2 separate regions of the Macaca fascicularis genome follow, and region 2 is linked to region 1. Evidence: chromatin contacts called from public Hi-C data. All regions are on one chromosome and are shown on one strand. Each heading gives the region's core, a stretch centred on a gene start, on an enhancer-like site or on the middle of the called end of the contact. The rest is flanking DNA. Distances are from core to core; before and after follow the strand shown. Region 1 overlaps LOC107130786 (a long non-coding RNA gene). Region 2 holds the start of KLF6 (KLF transcription factor 6).

Region 1 (5,280 bases), core at 714-3,213:
GTAAAACTGTAACTTCAGCATTACACAAACTTCAGGAATGAAAGCTCACCTGCGGGAACATGAGTTAATATAAACAGGGGTGCCTGGAACCACTGCTCACAGCTTACTCTCAGCAGCCTGCACAGGAGACAGGATAGGAACAGGGCGGCTCAGGCCCCAGCCATGGCACCGTCACAGAGCACGTGCCTCTTTCCTGTTTTCATGCATATGGCACATGCCAGAGGCAGCCTGGTCATTGAGTAGTCAGAGCTCCCCTCTGCTTTACACAACGTACGACACATCTGCACATTTTCTGGAATAATTATAGGGTGATTTTTCAGGGAACGTGGGTAGTGTTTCTATTTTCAACTTTAAGTTTCATGGAGGAAATTTTTAGAGTAAATGATGTGATGTATACGGCTATATTTCAGCTAAAATCTGTATTAAGTCGGTTTAAGATTTGAAGGAAGGAATAAGGAGATTATAGATTGGAGAATGATTTCTTAGGAAGTTTCTACAGAATCTAATCTTATCTCATTGACTGCTTGTACTTCTTTATTCAGAAACAACTAACAATATAGAGTTTTTCATCTTTTAGGAACCATTAGACTTTGTTCTTTGTTTTTTTTTTTTTTTTTGAGATGGAGTCTCATTCTGTCACCCAGGCTGGAATGCAGTGGCCTGATATCGGCTCCCTGCAAGCTCCGCCTCCTGGGTTCATGCCATTCTCCTGCCTCAGCCTCCCAAGTAGTTGGGACTACAGGCGCCCACCACCACGCTCGGCTAATTTTTTGTATTTTCAGTAGAGACAGGATTTCACTGTGTTAGCCGGGATGGTCTCAATCTCCTGACATTGTGATCCGCCCTCCTCGGCCTCCCAAAGTGCTGGGATTACAGGTGTGAGCCACCGCACCTGGCCTAGACTTTGTTCTTAAAAATGTAAAAACATCTATTTTTTTGCAGTTTTGCCTTTTGGCAATAAAAGTATCATTATATATAATATATCTTTAATACATATAATGCCATTAATAGATATAGACTGTACTAATGAATGTTAGAATATATAATATGTGTGTATATTATATATTCTATATTATATTATATATTATATATAATATAGAATATAGAATATAGAATATAATATATAATATATTATATTATATTATATATAATATGTGTGTATATTATATATTCTAACATTCAGTGTGTGTGTATATATATACACACATATTATATATTCTAACATTCAGTGTATGTGTATAAACATATACACACATTATATACTCTGATATTCATTAATAAAGTCTATATAGAGTGAAAATTGTGACATTTAGGTTCTTACTGACTGAAGTCATTTTAAATATTCGATGTTAGTGTAACTTTTTGATTGTTCACAGACTATTCAGTGTCTGAAGTTGTTTTACTATCTTCAAGGGCAAAATGAAATTCTTTGTACACTTGTTGGGTTTTCTTTGTTTACCTTGAGGGCGAGCTGGTGAGGACTTAAAGGCAAGTTGAATGCGTCTGGTTTCAAATCCAATGAATGCAGCTCCCGGAGGCTGTGATTAAAAGGCGTTTGTGTGTTTTTTAGAAGCACATTGGAGATCTTTCACAAGCCCTTAAAGAAGTCAGGAATAAAACGTTGCAGCTTCCCAGGGAGAGAGCAACTCTGACCCTAAAAGTTAAAGTTACACCCCAGACTTGGAAAACAGGAAATTTCAGATGGTTTTTGGCAAAACACACAGCTCCACTCCTTCTCTTGGTGTGCTGAGTTTTCCCAAGTCTGTGTACTCCTTATAGTGCAGGGATTCTCCAAAGGCCAACATTTCAGTTCCAGAAAGAGCAAGAGCATCAACAGCAACAACCACAAAACAACTTTACCAAGAGCAAGCAAATTACAGCGTCTTGGTGGTTCCTCTGCAAATTCCACACCCATGCGGCAGGGCAGGACATCTGCCGGGCAGCTGGGGAATACCCTTCCCAGTGGTCGCAGGAGGCGCTGTTGTTCAGGAAAAAAAGTTGTGTGTTTGTGAATGAACGCACTTTGTGGTTCGTGTATTCAGGCAGGACAAACTACACCACGGGGTTGGGCAGGGCTGTGTGTGCTGGAAGTGTATGCTTCTTTGTTTTGTCAGCTTCCCGAGAGATCAGGGAGAGCACAGATATATCCCTTTTTCAGTTCAGAGGAAAACACCCAACGACAACCTCAACAAACACAACAACAACAGCGAGGACGAAGAGTGAGCCAGAAATTCCATCTGCATGAAGTGTGCTGGGAAAAGCCTGGCGAGGAATCCTGGTTGGTGAAAAACAGATTCGGTGCTTATTGTTTTGCTCTGTGAGTAAGTCACCAAAGAAATGTGGGCATGTGCCGTTGGAAAGAAAATAGACTTCCACAAAATGTATGAATCACTTTTGTTAATTGTCAAAGAAAATATGTATTAAGTGATTACTTAGCCCCCTGGAATTAAAACAAAATGAAAACAAACAAGCATCCTATGTCTCTCAATACTTTTAAAACTGAAGATGGCAAAATAATGCAAACCAAAGCCACCAGTGCATCTTGGCATGGTCAGCTGAGGAGGGCAAGTTTTCTGAAACCTTAAAAAGTACCTTGGTGTCATGAGCCTTAGAATTATTTGAAAGGCAGCCAACTCCCCTCTATCTTTCATTAAGCCTCAGAAAGGAATCCAGGGAGCTGGGGTTTGTGGAAGTTAGAATTTAACTGATGAGCCAGAGCTGCTTCTCCCCCGTGATAGGTCACCGTGAATCAGAGTATTTTGTGGTTGGCCTATTCAAACAGGCAAGCACTTGGTGGTTTGTCTTTTGTTTAATTTGTTACCAGATCCCACAAGATATTTTTCAACAAAATTTCAGAAAGCATCTTGGGAAATCCACAAAAATGGCCTGAGTCATCTAACCAGAAACAGTCCACACCACATCTGACTCTGAATGCCTGGCTTTTCTTTCTTTGGGGAGAAAGTTCTCAGCCTCAGTTGGATGAAAGGGCAGGGAAGTAGAGATTGATGTGGGGTTTACAGGGACATAAAGAGAAATTACGAGCCCAGACTCTGAAAATTTTTAAGGTATCAGGAAAGTGCTCATGATAGAAACTGACAGTTGCTTTGGTGCCTGGGATGGTTATTAAGGATCAAAAGAACGTGGAGATGCTGTTATGGAAAAGTGACTGTGTTATGAATCTGTTGCTAAAAATGATGATTTCAAGGAGGAGAACGACATTCCATCCACCTATGACATGCACTTCACATTCGGTCAAGGGTTAGGCCAAGAATTTTTTTTCTTTCTTTCTTTCTTTGTCTCTTTGTCTCTTTTTCTTTCTTTCTTCTTTCTTTCTGTCTTTCTGTCTTTCTCTTTCTTTCTTCTCTCTCTTTCTCTTTCTTCTCTCTCTCTTTCTCTTTCTCTTTCTTCTCTTTCTTTCCCTTCCTTCCTTCCTTCCTTCCTTCCTTCCTTCCTTCCTTCCTTCCTTCCTTCCTTCCTTCCTTCCTTCCTTCCTTCCTTCCTTCTTTCTTCTCTCTCTCCCTCTGTCTCTCTTTCTTCTGCACAACACTTTCAGCTGTAAACCCACAAAGCAGGTTAGGTTCCCTCTGGCCTGTGACTTAATCTTTAGTATTAGAGGAAGCACTGATTTGTTTGCTCCGACGTAAGCCCAAAGGGAATTTGGCTTCTTGATTTATAACAGGATTGGGTTTCAGGCTTCTAACAGTTAAAACCGGTCTTCAGCAGAGACTCAAGCAGAGGGAATGAAAGTTACACAGTGCGTGGATTAGTCCTTTGGTGTTTTTGACACAGTTTCTTTTCATAGGAGAATCTTATTTCAAATAGGGAGGCGTTTCCCCTTTTTAGAAAATGCTTGTGAAATGCATGACTCATTACGCCCTTGCAAACAGCCAAAAAAGTTCTGCAGACTCTAGGACAGGACTAAACCGCAGCGAAGTCTAATATTTCAGAGTCTTGCTGAAACAGCTGTTCCCATTCGGGTCTGAGAGCGGGTGGGAGTAGAGATGGTGTGTGTGGGGGGGCGCCCACTTCAGTTCCCCAAAGCATCAGCTGCTCCCTGTCTTGAACAGAATCAGCTCCAACAGGGAGAGGCTTGGACATGCCCGCCACTGACGCTGCCAGGCCTCGAACTCTACTGAGAGTTGGATTTTTCCCAGTGTGTGCTATCTCACTCTTATTTGAGGAATTTGAGTTAGAGCAAAATGTGGCCAGAGAAGGAGAAGGAACACCAACACCTCAATTATTGAGGGAAAAGATGTGCAGGTTTTCTGTAGCAGTGAACCTGAAGGAGACACTGCTTTGTGTCTGGCTCCCAGAGGAAAAGCCCAAGTTGATCTTTCCTGTGAAACAGCTGAAGGTACCACCTTGAAAACTGGACATTTTCCCAAACGTAGGCCAAGTTTCAGCTTGAATGCAGTCATCCTCGGTATCCCTGGGGAACTGACTCCAGCACACCCTCCCCACAACATCAGTGACTACCGAAATCTACAAAATGGTGTAGTGTTTGCCTATAACCGACATACATCCTCCCATTTGCTTTAAATCATCTCTAGAATCCTTATGGATATCTAATACAATATAAATGCCATTGAAATAGTTGTTGTGCTGTGTTTTTTGTTTGTATTATTGTTATTGTCTTTTTTTCTTTTTTTGAGATGGAGTCTCACTCTGTCACCCAGGCTGGAGTGCAGCGGTGCTATCTCAGCTTACTACAGCTTCTGCCTCCTGTGTTCAAGCAATTCTTGAGCCTCAGCCTCCCAAGTAGCTGGGACTACAGGCATGCACAACCATGCCAGGTTAATTTTTGTACTTTTAGTAGAGACAGGGTTTTACCATATTGGCCAGGCTGGTGTCAAACTCCTGACGTCAAGTGATCCACCTCCCTTTGCATCCCAAAGTGCTGGGATTACAGATGTGAGTCATCGCCCCAGGCCATGTTATTTTGTATTGTTTGTTCCATCTGCGGTTGGTTGAATCCGCTGATGTGGGACTCCGGTATATCGGCAGTGGGCTGTGTGTTGCTGGCCCCGTGTTAATAGGTACCTGTGTTTTCCTATTTGCTGTTATGTCAACAAAGACACGAGAACAATCCCTTCTAAGGGTGACTGCTTTTAGCTTCAAAATCAAGAACACTAAAACTCCAGCATCCATAGGAATGTATCGCACGGGCTTAACCATATCATCTTCCTGAGAAATTGATGAAGGCCGGGTGTGCTACGTGTCACTGAACTTTATCCGGGGAGAGAGAACCGGGTGACTATTGCCAGGTGGTGTTGGAAAGCA
Region 2 (5,280 bases), core at 1,698-4,197, 320 kb after region 1:
GCAATTTCCAAAAACATGCAAGAATGAAGGACAGATACATTGCTGCCCGATCACTACAGGGGCAAAACCTTTCATAATTAAGCATCCATGTCCTTACGGAAGTTAGAGGAAATCTGTTTCTAGAATGGTAAGAATTCAGAGGAAAAGTCAGAGGGCGAAACCTCTCCTGGCTTTCCCAATGTTGGGTCAACGGCCACAATGAGTGATGATTACTAAGCCGGTTTTTTTTTGTTGTAGTTACCAGTGTTGATGTTTCTCATGAAACCACAGGAAGAGAACCGGCCCCACACACATACCCCCCCAACAGGTTCAACCAGATTATCTGACATTGTCAAGAACCATGTGTTTTAAGGAAAGCCCCAGCCATTCACCCTTCACACCCCACAGATACCCACACAACAGGACAAAAAAGACTGCACGGCACACAGCGTGTTCTGAGGGACCCCCTTGGGGACACGTCTGACAACGCAGGGCCACACTCGGGGGAGAGGAGACAGCAGCTGTCTGTATTCAGGGGCATCGAATGGAGCTGCAGAAAAACCACCCATTTCCCGTGCAACCCAGACCGCCTATGTTTTCACAGAATGCCGTTCCCAAGTGCAGGCCCTTGCATGACACAGAACTTTAATTACTTCTACAGTGGTCAGAGAAAAACAAGGAACTTCAACAACAGGAGTGCAGAAATAATTCCAGCATGGCCATCTGCTATTGTGAAGGATGCAAGGGGAAATTACTCCACGGCCCTGCTGGGAGTCCCACAATGAACAAGAACTTTATCTACTGGCCAAGAGTACAACTGCATGAGTCATCACTCTGATTTCTTTCACGCAATGCCAAAGGAGACTTCCTTTTGAAATTCTGATCAGCAGCCCAATAAGGACCCAGTTCAAATGGACATGCAGTGTGGCATGGACAGCGCCCCTTCCCCAGCCCCGCAACCAACCTTTCAAGAAGCTACAACTGCCGAGATCAGCATCCCCTCTCCCCACCATTTCAAACTTTCTAGCCACTGGAAAAGAAAAATGGTAGGAAACATTTTAGGATTAAATTATGTCTGCCCTGATTTTCACGAGGATCAGTTGCCTGCATGTCCATATAAGGTTGTCTATACTACTGGCAATTCTACAAATTTCAGTTTCTACACCACTCTGCTCTGGTGAGCACATCATTTTTCCGGGCAGGGACTATACTGAGCACAGCCCACCCCGGGGGCTCAGGCTGACTTAGCTGTGTGCCTCTCTCCTGCCACAGGCAATCCCTCCCCCTCCCCAGGCTCGCACACAGCCAGTGTGAGCAAGCACACGGGAAAATCATGGTTTCCCCTTTCCCCCGAAACTAGGCGTCTGAGTTACAATGCACACTACAGCGTTCTGAAGAGGGGCAGCAGCGATATATCTAATTGATTTTCCAAAGAAAAAAGAAAAGCACATTTATGGAGATCTTGTTAAACTTTAATAATCCGGCTAATTTAAAATCTCCATTACGCTGATGAGCACCCGGGACCTGAACGAAGCTCTGGGAGAGTTTAAAAGCCTCCGAAGGCGACCAGGAGCCAGGTCTGGCCGTTTGCCCAAATCCCAAATGCCCGAAGGAAACTACTTAGATCAATTTCAATCACGTCCCAGGGAGCAGCTTCTTTGAGGAGAAAAAAAACAAGAGGGGGAGGGGGAAAAAGGCAGGCGAGGATTGTGAACAATTAAGCAGGCGTGTGAAGGTTGCAACACCCTGCATTTCATCCTCCTTAAAGCTTTCGAGGCTTGGAAACCCACAGCCTCTATTTGATCTGGCAATTCACTTTGTGACGAAAAACAAACAGCACAGCAGGGCAGGGAGACAACAGTAAACCCTCCTGCGATCGCTGGAGAGACAATGGGACGAGTGTCAGTCTCTCTCCCCTCGGGCGATGCTACCGATAAGCACAGGGACATGGTAAGTTTCTTAAAATTTCCAATGCCCCCAAATTCCAGTTCTACGACAACGTCGGAAACCGAGGTCCTTTTTCCCAAGCTAAGACTTGAAGCAGTTTGGACGGGCTCATTGTCACAAGACTGACAAGTCACTGGAGTGTACACAGTTTTGTTTATTTTTATTTTTCTTGGTCAACAAGAGAAGCACGTAAGACAAATAAGGCAGATCTAGGGGAAATGTTAGGCATTCCAAAGAGGGGAAAACACATTGGAAATGGTCTAGAGTTTTAAAAAACGAAAAAAATTAAAAATAAATGAGAGAGCTGGTCTACGTTCTGCTGGCAAAATGTGATATTTTAAAAAAAGCCGTTATGTACAAGCACCAAAAAGCAAAACAAAAACAAAATCTTAAAAAAAACAAAAAACAAAAAACAAAAACTTTGGCAGGCAGAGCAAGTTGGTCCCCATGACAAGCTCCAGCTGTGGCGTCTGGAGCAGGGACAGGCTCCGAACTCGTGCCAGGGGCTTGGCCGGGCTGCGCCGGGAGTTGGGGCTTCCCTGGGCGGACGCTGCTCGCGGGCTGAAGAATCGATCGGAGGGGGCGCTGCGCCCGATCCCCCGGTGACAGCGCGGGGCCCGGGCCCAGCGGACCGCAGGGAGCACCGGGTCTGAACCCCAAACAGCCGCCCCGGCCCGCGCCCCCTGCCCCGGCGCCCGCAGGGAACCGCGGCCGGCTGCGTTTACCTGTTGCCAGTACTCCTCCAGAGACGGCAGCGCCGAGAAGTAGCCGGTCTCGTGCACGATCTGGAGCTCCTGGAAGATGCTGCACATGGGGAGCACGTCCATGTCGGGCCGGGTCGGACTGAGCCCGCGGTCGCGAGGGCGGCGAGGCGCGCGGTGGGAGCCGGAGCCGAAAGTCTCCCCGGAGCGCAGGTGAAAGTTTCATGCAAACTCCAGGCTCGCAGAGACGCCCGGCCGGACCCTCCCGCAGCCCGCAGCGCGCGGAGCCCACACAATATTTGCAAACACCGGACTGACTGCAAACGTAACCCCTGCAAAACTTCCCTATTCAAAGCTCCGCTGCCAGCCTCCCCCTCCGCCCCCGCCTGGCTCCCCCCACTCCCCCTCCCCCCACGTGACTCGCCCCGTGCCCGCCCCGCGCGCGGCCCAATCCCGTGGCTCCCGGCCCGGGGGCTGCGCGCCGATGATGTCAGCTCCGGCCAATCGCGGGCGGCGACACACAGCGGCCCCGCCTGGCGTGACCGAGACTCTCCATCACGGCCCGCACCATTGGTTCAATTCGAACTCTGCTCGTTCTGATTGGAGAGTGGCCTCGCAGGCTATTTTTAGCAGGGTATATAAGGCGCGGGCGGCGGCGCGCCGGAGGAGTCCGCGCTGTGAGGTGCGCGGCCGAGCGCTGTGCTGCGCCTGCGGCCGGGGCTGAGGGATCCGGGGCTGGGAGAGCCCGGGCGGGCCGCGTCGCCCGTCCCCAGTCCCAGTCCCCCTTCCCTGCTGCCCGGTCCCGCCACCCCGCGCCCGTCCGGGTCACCAAGCCGGGCCCCGTCGCCGCGCGAGTCCCGGTTCCGGCAGCGCACCCAGCGGGCGGCCGCCCCGTCCTGCTTCTCTCGGCCGTCAGGTCCCGGGGCCGCCCCGTTCCCCCGTCCCCCTCTGTGCCCGAGGCCGCCCCGTCCCCAGCTGTTCCCTTCTACGCCCGGGGCCGCCCGGTCCCCAACTGTCCCCTTCTACGTCCGGAGCCGCCCGGTCCCCAACTGTCCCCTTCTACGCGTGGGGCCGCCCCGTCCCCTACTGTCCCCTTCTACGCCGCTCTGTTCCCCTACATCCCCCGGTCCCCCTCTCTTCTCTAACCTTGGGGTTCCCCTCTCTGTCCCCCTCCATCCCTGAGCCCCTCTCTGTCCCCATCGATTCCTGCGTCCCTTCTCTCCCCTCTGTCCTCAGGTCCACCAGAGTGGGGGAGGGGAGCACGCAGGCTCCCCTTGGAATTGGGAGAAACGTGTTTATCTTGTAGAGGGCGATCTCAGCCCTCACCAAGGTTAACAGCTACGTTTTCCCATGAATGTGTAAACAATTTAAATTAGGTGGAAGCCGACATTTAGTGTGTGTGTGTTTTTCCATATAAATTATCTCCGAAAATATACCGTCATGTTGATTTTTAAGAAAAATGTCGAGAACGCTAACCAGAGCATTTTTAAATCCAAAATGGGAAACTGAATTGTAACTGTATTATAGTTTTTGTTTCAAAATAAGAGTTTAACGGACACTAAACATTTTGAAAGAATGGACTAGGAAAAAAAAAAAAAGGGTTTTGTATGTTTAATTTTAGAGAGTCCGGCAGAAGCCTGTGGCTTAAGACTAGGTGGGGACCTTAGTGAGTCTGGAGTGGAGAAGGCTGGTTTGTCTTGTACCTGTGGTATGTGGGCTGTGAAGATTGTGCAGAGTGCATTGACAGTGTTCTTGGCCAGTGTTCATCACATTTACCCCAGCAACCGACAGCCAGGACCAGCCCTCCTTGGGGACCTGTACCTTAACTGTTTCCAGGAATGCAAATGGCTTTGTTTTGAACCATCTACAGATTTACCCAAGTGCCCACTGACCGGGCCCCAGTAACTGGCAGCCAAGAGCGTTTGGGCAGCCGTTGTGTTGGGGGCAGGGTTCGCTCAGTAATTAGCGCTTGTGACCTTGGCCCCACTAGTTCCAAAGTAAGCAGGAGTGTGGAGCAAGTCCCCCGCTGAGGGCCAGGCACCCTGGATCAGGGGGAGCCGGAGATGAAGGGGAAGGCTCTGTGTGGGCCAGAGAGGCCAGGATGGCTGCCTCTGCAAGGTGTGTGGGCGTCCTGGTGAGCGGGTGTCCCAGCTTATCTTTGGGACAATTAATTATTAATTGTCAATGTTTTTTAATAAATCCACATTCGTATAAAATTTAAATTCATCCTTGTCTCTTAACATACCTTGTCCGGCAGTATGAAGATTATATCGTTTATTTTTACAAGAGGGAACCTGATTAGTCATAATGCAGATACAGTACAATAGGCATTGTCGTTTTCAAAAAAAAAAAAAAAAGATTTAAAAACATGGTACGTATGAACACTAAATTTCAAATAGAATAGATCCCATGGCATCGTGCTGCACTCATTAACCATTTAACACATATTAGTCACACCCTATGACTGGCCAGGTATTGGTACACAGAAATTTACAAAACAGGCACAGGTAGGCTGCCAGGAGAGTGCAGATGTTTGAAAACAAAAGTCCTTATTGCTAGTACCTTACATCCACAACTGGATGTAACCAGTTGGTGAAAAAATATTTTCTTTGATGTGACAAAGAATATATGCATTGCATATATTTTTTTTAAG

Evidence for each region. A called contact is a pair of places that touch in the nucleus more often than the background predicts.
Region 2: a contact with region 1 is called in a Hi-C map of liver, with 3 times the contacts expected there. The contact joins the promoter of KLF6 here to the enhancer-like site in region 1. A contact is called at or near these places in 2 of 2 Hi-C or Micro-C datasets (liver and skeletal muscle).

Annotation. Positions count from the first base shown.
Region 1 is chr9:4,364,953-4,370,232 of T2T-MFA8v1.1, forward strand. All of the region lies in intron 2 of LOC107130786 (a long non-coding RNA gene), which reads left to right. Among named protein-coding and RNA genes, the nearest start is that of KLF6, 320 kb to the right of the region's middle. Within about 2 kb of position 1,964, at least 3 of the 6 cell types and tissues checked have an H3K27ac peak or open chromatin away from gene starts, as enhancers often do. A contact at or near this core is called in liver, where this site is marked.
Region 2 is chr9:4,687,398-4,692,677 of T2T-MFA8v1.1, forward strand. It overlaps KLF6 (KLF transcription factor 6), which reads right to left and starts at 2,948. Exons shown (of 3, transcript XM_045399476.2): 1 at 2,652-2,948. The coding sequence starts at 2,753. LOC107130746 (a long non-coding RNA gene) reads left to right here and starts at 3,293. Exons shown (of 5, transcript XR_012417381.1): 1 at 3,293-3,543.